4 separate regions of the Mus musculus genome follow, and all the other regions are linked to region 1. Evidence: chromatin contacts called from public promoter capture Hi-C data. All regions are on one chromosome and are shown on one strand. The core of a region is the stretch at or near the end of the contact, and the rest is flanking DNA. Distances in the headings are between cores, read along the strand shown. Region 1 holds the start of Pxk (PX domain containing serine/threonine kinase). Region 2 holds the start of Polr3a (polymerase (RNA) III (DNA directed) polypeptide A). Region 3 holds the start of Mrps16 (mitochondrial ribosomal protein S16). Region 4 holds the start of Kcnk5 (potassium channel, subfamily K, member 5).

Region 1 (2,556 bases), core at 16-2,515:
GGTGTCACTTGGCTCCTTGGGGTTGCCCAGCAATCTCTAAGCCTGAACTCTGAAGAGAATAACCGTCAAGAGCAATCTAGACCTTTGCTATGATGTCATCGCAGTGGTGATGGATGCACAAAGAAGCTTGGTTTCTATGAATAAAATAATAGAAATTCAGTGGAAACAAGCAGAAATAAATCTCTGTTCTGTGAATTGTCAGGATGGAATGCATATTGTTTGAGATTTTAAATATGTGCAAAGTTCCTTCCTGTCCAATTGCATTCCTATTACACATTCTACATGGCATTTACTTAGTTTTGCCAATGGAAGAGTGAGGTCTCAGGGTGTGTGTGGTGTGTGTGTGTGTGTGAGAAAGAGAGAGAGAGACTTATTCAAGATCACACAGACCCTCAACAGGGTCCTAGTCATCTGATCTAAGTTTAATTTCATTATTATCCTGGAAGGCTGTGGTCTTGGGTTAAGGTGAGCAGGGTAGATTTGGTACTGACAAGTTGATCATCAAGTTTGATAGTTCTGAGTTTGAGGTTCTTGGAGCCTGTTCTAGGACCGACCAAATATTCTCACCGTCTAAGAGATCTGAGTGTTCTTTGGTTTCAAAGACTTTAAAGCTCAACTGTGAGCTAGGACCAAGCATACAAGCAGGGAAATCTTTGCATCAGTTATTTTATTTTATTTTTCCACCTCTGTCTTAAAGCTTATTGTTTAAAGATTAGGAACTAAACCCCGTGGGATCCAGTTATGAGAGTGTGGCACCTAGGTTCTCCTGAAGATCCAGGTTTAAAACATGAATCCAGATTTGGTTTACAAAGTTTGGTCTATAAACTCAGACTGAGAAGCCACCCTGAAGTTGTTTTTTGTTATATCCTGAGTCCTAAGGTCCTTGGGCAGGAAAGTGTGATTAGGAGCAGTAGGGTCTCAAATCTACCAGCCTGAGTTTCTGAACGGTTCATCTGAAAAGCTCAGTTCTGTTAGAGTCCAGAGAAGCAGTGCGAGATGTGGTGGTAATGGTTTAGTTTTGTGCTCCTCGCCCGAGGCCAGGAGCTCACAGTACTGAGTATACGCTGCGGGGGCGAGGAGGCGCCAAGAGAGCAAGGGACATAATGCCTCTGACTGCAACCATGGGACGACGATAGCAGTCACCTACCCTGCCGTGAAGAACGGCGCTAGGACCCAGCGAGGTCGGGCAGACTGGTGTTGACAGCCGGCAGGCAGAGACGACCGGCGCTAGGACCCGCGGGCGGCGGCGGCGCGCGGGGCGCGGGGCGGTGCGCGTTGACAGCAGCGGCGGCGGGACGCGGCGGGTGGCGGGGCTCGGCGCCTCCGGTTCCTGCCCCGGCTTCAGAGGCAGCGGCGGCGGCGGCCCGGGATGGCCTTCATGGAGAAGCCGCCGGCTGGCAAGGTGCTGCTGGACGACACGGTGCCGCTGACAGCGGCCGTCGAGGCGAGCCAGAGTCTGCAGTCGCACACGGTGCGCGGCTGGGGCGGGAGGCCGGGGCCGAGGGCGGGGGCCGGGCGAAGGCCGGACGGCGGCGCGGCGCGGCAGGGCGCGGGCACCGGAGCCGGGCAGGTGTGTGAGCCCGCTGCCTCCCTCCTGCCGGGCCGCGGCCGGGGCGGCGTGCCCGCGCATCCCAGACCCCCTGGAGTGGCTTAGGGGAGCCCTCGGTGCTCGTAGTACGCACAGGCGAGTTCATTTCTGCCACATGCAGTCTTTTATGGGGCTTTAAAGCCACGCTTGCTTTCATTTGCCGGTACTTCCCCCCCTTTTTCCTTTTGGAAAGGTGCTCTATGTCTTGTAATTTACAAGCAGTAAACCCTAGGAACCAGTAAAAACCGGGGAGCTTGTAGCCTCTAGGACTTGATCGAGGAAATGATGAATGGGGTGGGGGTGGGATTGGGATTCCTGAGATTGTAATGTTTTGTCAGGCCAGCAAATCAGATTCCAGCCCAGAGTCTTGTTTATCAAGCAGTGTTTGGGGGTTCATCATCTGGAGGCTAAAGCCCCACAAAAGCCTTCTGTGTCTCTGTCTCTTTGTCTCGCCGTCTCTTTTTCCATCTCGCTGTCTCTGTCTCTTGTTTCTGACGTTCCCTGTGTGTTTATCTCTGTTTCTGTGTGTGTATGTTCAAATTCTTCGCTAGTCAAAGAGATCTTTCATTCTGATGTATTAAAGCAGGACTTTTTAGAGCCCTGTTACCTCTCCGACAGCCTTGCTTTGTAGGTCAGGATTGTTGAAAGCATTTATTCTCACTTAGAGAAATGACTGTCTTTTTTTAAAAAATGCACTTTTTCTCCCAATGGTAGGTAACATCCTAAGTCCTATTGTAGAAACTTATGAAAGGCACCAAAAATCTATGAGTTTGTTGCGCTTGTAATTTGTTGCAAAGTGAGTATTTAAGGCCATGTTTATGGAAGGTAATAATAATTCTTTCAAATTATGTTTTTTGACTGGATTACTGGCAAGTAAGTCTTATAACCTCATAGGGTGTTTTAGGTCTATTTAATACTAAAGAGATGGATGCTCAGAGACCACTTCCTCTAGAAAGCCTTCCTTCCTG
Region 2 (2,556 bases), core at 29-2,528, about 16 Mb after region 1:
ACTCCTGACTGCCTGCCTTGGCCTGAGTGGCATAACTATTGGCTTGTGGCTCTGCATCCCTGGGCTGCTGTGTGAGGATCCTTTCATGTGAATAGGGTGCGTGTGAAGGACTGAGATGGTGGACTGAGAACAGTCGGAGGTCACCCAGGTGACACCTGTCCCAGTGAACAGTAACACAGAGTTCCTCCAGTCTCATTTTTCTTACCTCTGTCTCTGCTTCTCTCTTCCATTTTATGCCCTATGCCCCTTTAAGTTCACTTCTCTCCAAAGTCCCCACATCCACCTCAGAGCCCTGGACCCAGCTCAAGTCACCATCATTGCCAGTCTAGATCCCTGCCATGGCCTCAAACTCTGTCCTGGCCAAACACTCCAAAAGTCTGACACGCCTTGCAAGACTCACATAGTGTAAGTCCCCTGCTTCACGTCTATCAGTCTACCTTGTCCCTCCAGTACGTGTTTTAAAAGGAGCCTGGTCTGCACCGAGCCCAGACTTATTCATTACTTGGTGCTCTCAGTCTCCTCTCTGCTGGTCGTTGCATTTGCCACAATCATGGCTGATTTGTCTACTCTACAACAGACCAAGCAGAAAGACTGCATTCTGCGGGACCTTTAGTGCACAACACTGTCCTCAGTACATTCTCTTATGTAAGTTGAAGAAGCAAAAAGATCCGCCTTAGCCTCCCCCCCCCCCGCCAAAAAAAAAAAAAATCAAACAACCAGGGCTTAATAATTAAGCTTTGAAACAGAGAGCCCAGAAGAGCAGCTTGGTTTCTGAGCCTGCCACTTTCTAGCTGACAACCTTGAGTCAGCACACAACTGTGTCCTCGTGCCAGAGGAAGAGGTCCGCTGAGAGTAATCAGCGCAGGGATTCAGGAGGTGGCATCTTCGCCCAGAATGCCCGTTCTGACACTGTTCCGTCCATTGCACTTTCCCCGCTATACCTCACGGATCCCCCACCCCCCACCCCAGGATCTGAAATCCCATCCTGGAACTTTTTTCTTCGCTCCCTTAACAACTGTCCCTCTCCTGGGACACTCTGGGACCCGGGACCTCAGCCTCCACCTCACCCCCACCCCTTCGGGGGCGTCCTTACATTTTCTTAGCCACATCCGTCTCGCGGAACTGCTCCTTCACCATGGTGCCGGCTGGCCGGACGCCCTTCTCGGAGCTGCGACTACAAAAACCACTGTCGCCGCACCTTCCCGGGGTGCTTAGGTATTTAGGAGTAAGGAAGCTGCAGCAGCCTCCCCGGCCACCGTAGAGCGCCGCACGTGCCGCTTCCTCTTCCGCCGCCGGACTTTATGAAGAGAGGCTTGGCAGACGCTGCTTTGAGCCCTCCTTCTAGATCGCCATCTAGCGGCTCCTTCACGAAAATGCACCTAGGCCGCGCAGATCAGTGGGGGAAAATGGCTTTTTCAGGTGGGTTTCTCAAAACAGCAGAAGAGGCCGGGCGTGGTGGCGCACGCCTTTAATCCCGGCACTTGGGAGGCAGAGGCAGGCGGATTTCTGAGCTCGAGGCCAGCCTGGTCTACAGAGCGAGTTCCAGGACAGCCAGGGCTACACAGAGAAACCCTGTCTCAAAAACAAAAACAAAAACAAAAAAACAGCAGAAGAGACGGATGGACCGCTTTTTTTGTTTGTTTTTTTTTTTTGTTTTTTGTTTTTTGTTTTTTGTTTTTTTGTTTTTTTGTTTTTTTGTTTTTCAAGGCAGGGTTTCTCTGTGCAGCCCTGGCTGTCCTGGAACTCGCTCTGTAGACCAGGCTGGCCTCAAACTCAGAAATCTGCCTGCCTCTGCCTCCCGAGTGCTGGGATTAAAGGCATGCGCCACCACGCCCCGCAGTTTTGTTTTTTTTTTTTTAAATCTCAAGGTCAAAAAGTTACATCAAATAGAAAAAAAAATCAAACAAGGACCGGCGCGCGCGTGTGTGTGTGTGTGTGTGTGTGTGTGTGTGTTGTTGTTGTTGTTGTTGTTTCCTGAGAAAGGCTCTCCATATATAGTCCCGACGGGTACTGAATTTGCCATCCTGTCTCCATACTCTCAGTGCTCAGTTACATCCCACCTGGTATAAATAAGTAAATTTACATATCTATTTACATACTTGTGTACAAACATATATACAAACACATATAAACACGCTTATTCTTACACAGCATATGTAATATATATGTATGGTTCGTTTTGAATTGTGTGTTTTGTAAATAGATGCAACAAAAACCCACCCAACCCTTCAGCTCTCCAAGGAGAGAAAGAACGGTCTATTAAAAACTGCCAGAAGCCGGGCGTGGTGGCGCACGCCTTTAATTCCAGCACTCGGGAGGCAGAGGCAGGTGGATTTCTGAGTTCGAGGCCAGCCTGGTCTACAGAGTGAGTTCCAGGACAGCCAGGGCTACACAGAGAAACCCTGTCTCAAAAACAAAACAAAACAAAACAAAACAAAACCAACTGCCAGGCCACCACTAAGAACAGTAGAAGACAGCTCCCAGCAGCAAAGCCTTGCTAGGTTTTAGGGACTTATATGGCTGGAGTGGGGCCAGCTCAGAAAATCCCGGTGGTTA
Region 3 (2,556 bases), core at 43-2,542, about 12 Mb after region 1:
CTCCTTTTTTCCAAATCCACATAACACAGTCCTGCCGAGGTTGGGGTCCACTTTACCCTTGGAGACTCCATCTTGTAAATAGTCTCCACTTTGTACTAAGATAAATTCTAAGAAACAGCTGAATTCCCAGAAATGGCTTCTGGCCCCAGGCGCCCCATATGAACTTAGGCCACAATATCTCACCCTATGCCTTGTTGGTTAGCAACTAGTCCGGACTGAAACCAACCAGCCACTATATAGGCTCTGACTGGCTGGCCTCAATCCAGGCCAAGTTAAGAAGCCAACTGAGACCCTATAGGTGGAACAACAATATGAACTAACCAGTACCCAGGAGCTCTTGTCTCTAGCTGCATATGTATCAAAAGATGGCCTAGTCGGCCATCACTGGAAAGAGAGGCCCATTGGACTTGCAAACTTTATATGCCCCAGTACAGGGGTACGCCAGGGCCAAAAAGGGGGAGTGGGTGGGTAGGGGAGTGGGGGGTGGGTATGGGGGACTTTTGGGATAGCATAATGTAAATGAGGAAAATACCTAATAAAAAGTTTAAAAAAAAAAAAAAGCCAACTGAGGTACTTGACCGGTAGTAACCCACTTAAAATGACAGGTATGGAAAACCATGCATGTGGTCCCTAGCCCATCCAATTTGTGGTTTTTATGTTTTAAAAGGTTGTCCTGTCTTGCCCCACGCTGTCACGTTTTGGACCCCGAACCCAGCCGTCTCCCCGAAATATTAGCTTTTAAAATAAGCTTGCTGGTTTAAACTTGGTTTTCATATTGGATTATTTCCAAATTCTCGGACCCTAACACCATTTACTAAGCCATGACCTTGTCTTACCCTTAGGTGCCTCATCTGTAAAACGATTTCTACGATGTGTGGTAAAAAACTGAGACAGGCTGGGCGCGGTGGCGCACGCCTCTAATCACAGGGCCTTTGGGAGGCAGAGGCAAAGGTCTGTCTAGGAAGGAGTTCGAAGCCAGCCCGTCTTTACGCTGCGAGTTCCAGGCCAGCCAGAGCTACCCAGTGAGACCACTGCTAAAAGCGAGACGGACTGAGACGAAGCTCCGCTGGAAGGCGATGTGGCCGCGCCTAGCCCGGGTCGCCGCAGCCCACGCCCGCCCGGAAGCCCCGCGCACTCACTGAGCTGGACCATGGTGCCTGGGCGAGCGGCTCTCCAGCTGTCCCGCTGCACAGCCCCGCGGCACAGAGCCTGAAGCCCGGAAGAGCGCCCCCAAGCGGCCGGCGGGCACACGACGCGACGTCCGCACCACTCCAGAGCCGGAAAGCCCTCTGCGGAAGCCTCCGGCCGATCGGCCCGCCCCTTCCGCTTTCTCTTCCAATGCGCACGGGAGGGCAACCGAGCGCCGGGAGTGCCACAGGGCGCCGGTGACTGATCCTTGACTGCTACGGAAGAGGCGTGTCTGTAGGCGTGGGCTGCTGGCGGTCTTCAGCTGAGTGCCTGCGGCGTGCGGGAGACTTTCCTGTCCGCGGCGGTGCTGAGTTCCTTGCAGGCCGTTCCATCCTGCGACGGTTCCCCCGCCTCCGGAATATCCTCTGTTCTCTTACCCACTGTCAACTGTGTGTGACACAGCACAGTTGTATTCTGGTCCCACCTTTGAAGATGTTGCCTTAATTTCCAAGCCCCAGTAACATTGGTCCAGAACTTTGGCAATTGTGCACCTCCAGGGAATCTTACCAACAAGGTGATCAGATAAACTTTAAAAAGTAATTCTAATAGTCACACCATTATGCCAGATATCTACCCACAAATAGTGGCTATTAATTAGCTACATGTACATAAGAGCATATAAAATATAATGTGCTATACATACGACTCCAGAAACATGATAAATTTTGAGTTTGGGGTTTATATTTTTTTAATGTGAACTAAAGGGGTGGGGATGGGCAGGCTTCATCTGGTGACAGTTTGGAAAGGAAACGTGCTTGGGGCTCCATATTAAATATCCACTTGTAAGGCTGTCAGAAAGATGGATTTCCAAAACCAACCATTTCCTGTACAGTGTGGATTTCTTCAAGTAGAGCCTGGTCTTTCAGTTTCAGCTGCAGAAACAAGGCAGGGAAGAAGTTATGTCCAACACACCAGGTGACTTTGAAGACCCCTAATTTAAGAGGCTCCAGATTTGTGGGGACGGGATGGGCCTCTCCTGTATTCTCGACACCATGGAAGCTCTCAAAGAATTGGAATGTATTGGATCTTGGGTGGGAATTCATCAGGCACTGAGCGCTCTCATGGTCTGTACACTCTCAGAATGGCAATCAGCTGTCGCATACCTTTATTGTGTACTTATAAGCCTGCTCTGCTTCCAGTTGTCGTCCAACCTGAAAGAAGCAATTAACATCTTTCCTAGTAAAATGTGAATCGGAGGTTACTGACCACATCCATCTCAAGGAGGAACCGCCCAGAACATTCTCCTTGTCATCAGTAGAGACAAATCTGGAACTCTTCCAACTTCAGTTGCTGTGTGCTAACAGCCAGCTTACCTTTCTTTCTTAGTTGGGCCTTCACCTGACCCCTGAGAGGGCCTTGTGAAGGGAC
Region 4 (2,556 bases), core at 37-2,536, about 12 Mb after region 1:
CCACAAGCTAACATCAGGGAAACATCCCCTCACCCACACTATCCTCGCTCCCTAAAAGGGCACTACCTGAATTTGGGTGTTCGTTTGTGCAACCTGCTGTTTTGACAAAGCTTAATTCCGAGTCCTTGAGGGATGGCTCAGCTTGCTAAGACTTCATGGAAGCCTGGGACCGTCCCGAACATTCCAGCCACAGACCTTCCTCCGAGGCACTTAGGATATGTCCGAGCTCCCTGCCCCACTCAAAGTGCAGCAACTGGCGGGTGTGTTTTTGCTCACACCAGGTCTGGGGGCCCTCTGCTGTATTCAAGTTTAGAAAGGTCGAGCGGGCGCGGCAACGGCCCTGGAGCGGGAGGTGGTGACGCGAGGGGTGGCACCCGGCTCTGCTCCCGGACTCCGGGAGCGTCTCCAAGGAAAGATAAACTCCTTTATCCGCCCCACAGCCTCCCTCCAAAGAGGGAGGCACCCGCACACCCACACTAAGCCACCGCGGGGCCCAGTTCATCCTGGAGTCAACCCCAAGTTCTCTCGGAACTTACTAGGTACTGACCAAGTCTGCGCGCGTGGGGGAATCTCCCTGTCCCTAGACGAAAGACACAGATCTTTGCGACCTGACACCTGATGAGGCATTTTCTCCCGCCACCCAGGGACTTCTGGTTGGGACTGGGGGGTGGGGGGTCGTCTTAAACTGTAGGAGGGAGTATCCCCTTCAATACCGCTATAGTCCCAACAGCTTCAGATGCATGTGGAGGATTCTGGCGACCGACGGCTCACCTGTAGGATCTTGTCCAGTCCCTCCTGACTCAGGCACGGAAACTCCTTGAGTAGATGCAGTTTCTGTGTATAGTAGTTTTTCTTGGCCTCCTTCCAGTGTGGCTCCTCCAGCACTTCGAAGATCGCTGCCCCGATGGCCAGGTAGAATATGATGGCCGAGGTGAGTAAAGGACCCCGGTCCACCATGACTCTGGAATGGCCACCTCCTGGAGAAAGAGTCCCCTAATTCCAGCAGCTCCGGGTTCACTCGTCCTGCAGCCCTGGACACAGCTGTTTGAATTTGGAGCTCCGCATGCGCAGTGCCCGGTACCCCCGCGCGCCGCTCCCGGGACAGTTGCTTGGCCAAGTTGGCTCCCTGAACGCGGGGAACTGCGTGGATCACGTTCTCACAGGCCAGGGTGAGCGCACATCAAAAGGGGGTTGGGGCCACCCCAATCTCTCGATCCTGAAGGGTAGGGTGAAACTCAGGACCCACACCAGCAGACACGTGTGCCGCCTCTGCGCGCGCGACAGTACGCCCAGCGCGCCTCCGCAGGGCTCTTTAAGCAGCTCTCAGCCCGCCCGCTCGCGCCAGACCCTGAAAGGGGTGGAGTCCATTCGGAACCCGCCCCTGGCCCCGCCCAGCGCGCCTGAAGTCATTACACCAAACACCGGGTTCTCCAAGCTCCAGGCCAAGGCTTCATGGCCCCACCAGACTTCCAGGAGCCACACAGTCGCGGGATTTGCGGTCTGCGGGACTCCAGTTGCGTATTAGAAATCGATATAATTCGCTAAAACGGTCATGCACCTTACTGCTGAGGTCAGAAATACATTGCCAGTGTTACTATCACATCCAGATGTTTCCCCAATTATTCCTGGGGCTCACACACTTACTTATCTGACCCGAGTAAGGAGATTGGATCTGAATTAGGATTACTGGGAATTAATCCCAACCACAAATGGGTGAAGAACCCATCCCAGGTCATCTGTGTTCGCGACACTTCTGAGAGAGGCGACAGACAGCCACACCCACATTACAAGGACCTCTTCCTTACTCCCAAGCCTGCTTAAAATTACAACACCACTTCCCCCTTACCCACCCCAGCTGGAATATCTACTGGAGAGACTAGAAATGCTTTCCACTCGGTGATGCATTTATCCACAGGCCTGTTAATAGCGATAAACACTCAGACCAGGTGTGGTGGTAGTGTGCACATTTAGTCCCAACTAGAGAGGTATACCAACTTTGTCTACATAGGGAGTTCTAGGCCAGCCAGGCTACACAGTAAAACCTTCTCTCAAAAATAAACAAATACTTGATAATAGGCAGAAGATGTGAATACATCTGTCAAAACTCGTCTGAGTTACTCCTCACTCTGCTTGCTTCTCTGAGCATTTATAAACCCTGGGCAGACGACATGTTTTTGTATCGTAATCGGGGGTTTGTCGTTAGATCTACTTTCCAGGAAAGAAATGGAAGCTAGGCAGAGCCATTTGGGCAGCCTCCACTGTCTCAAGTCAGGGGTGCTGACTTGTGTGCCAGAGCCACAGCCTGCCCCTGACCTCTGTGGCAGCAGATGCAACAGAGGCCAGAGTCCCTGGCACTACCCCCTCCCCAGGGCCTTTTCCTTCTGTGGGTGATTAATCGTCACAGGCCGAGAGTTGCAAGAAGGTTGTCTGTGGCTCTTGAAATCTTGCTGCATCTGCAGAGCTAAGGATGGCTCCACACTGCTGATCAGTCAATCATTTAGATAGGGTCTCCCTGTGTAGCTCTGGTTATCCTGGACCTCGCTATGTAAACCAAGC

Evidence for each region. Promoter capture Hi-C pulls out the DNA fragments that hold promoters and counts their contacts.
Region 2: a contact with region 1 is called in a promoter capture Hi-C map of pre-B cells. The contact joins the promoter of Polr3a here to the promoter of Pxk in region 1. A contact is called at or near these places in 2 of 39 promoter capture datasets (cranial neural crest and pre-B cells).
Region 3: a contact with region 1 is called in a promoter capture Hi-C map of pre-B cells. The contact joins the promoter of Mrps16 here to the promoter of Pxk in region 1. A contact is called at or near these places in 3 of 39 promoter capture datasets (the C10 cell line, cranial neural crest and pre-B cells).
Region 4: a contact with region 1 is called in a promoter capture Hi-C map of pre-B cells. The contact joins the promoter of Kcnk5 here to the promoter of Pxk in region 1. A contact is called at or near these places in 3 of 39 promoter capture datasets (cranial neural crest, frontonasal cranial neural crest and pre-B cells).

What each region holds. Positions count from the first base shown.
Region 1 is chr14:8,096,946-8,099,501 of GRCm38.p6, forward strand. It overlaps Pxk (PX domain containing serine/threonine kinase), which reads left to right and starts at 1,266. Exons shown (of 18, transcript NM_145458.4): 1 at 1,266-1,471. The coding sequence starts at 1,370.
Region 2 is chr14:24,485,780-24,488,335 of GRCm38.p6, forward strand. It overlaps Polr3a (polymerase (RNA) III (DNA directed) polypeptide A), which reads right to left and starts at 1,279. Exons shown (of 31, transcript NM_001081247.2): 1 at 1,094-1,279. The coding sequence starts at 1,137.
Region 3 is chr14:20,392,342-20,394,897 of GRCm38.p6, forward strand. It overlaps Mrps16 (mitochondrial ribosomal protein S16), which reads right to left and starts at 1,293. Exons shown (of 3, transcript NM_025440.3): 1 at 1,140-1,293. The coding sequence starts at 1,152. It overlaps Cfap70 (cilia and flagella associated protein 70), which reads right to left. Exons shown (of 29, transcript NM_029698.1): 28 at 2,292-2,339; 29 at 1,849-2,060. The coding sequence ends at 1,980.
Region 4 is chr14:20,180,496-20,183,051 of GRCm38.p6, forward strand. It overlaps Kcnk5 (potassium channel, subfamily K, member 5), which reads right to left and starts at 1,287. Exons shown (of 5, transcript NM_021542.4): 1 at 772-1,287. The coding sequence starts at 957.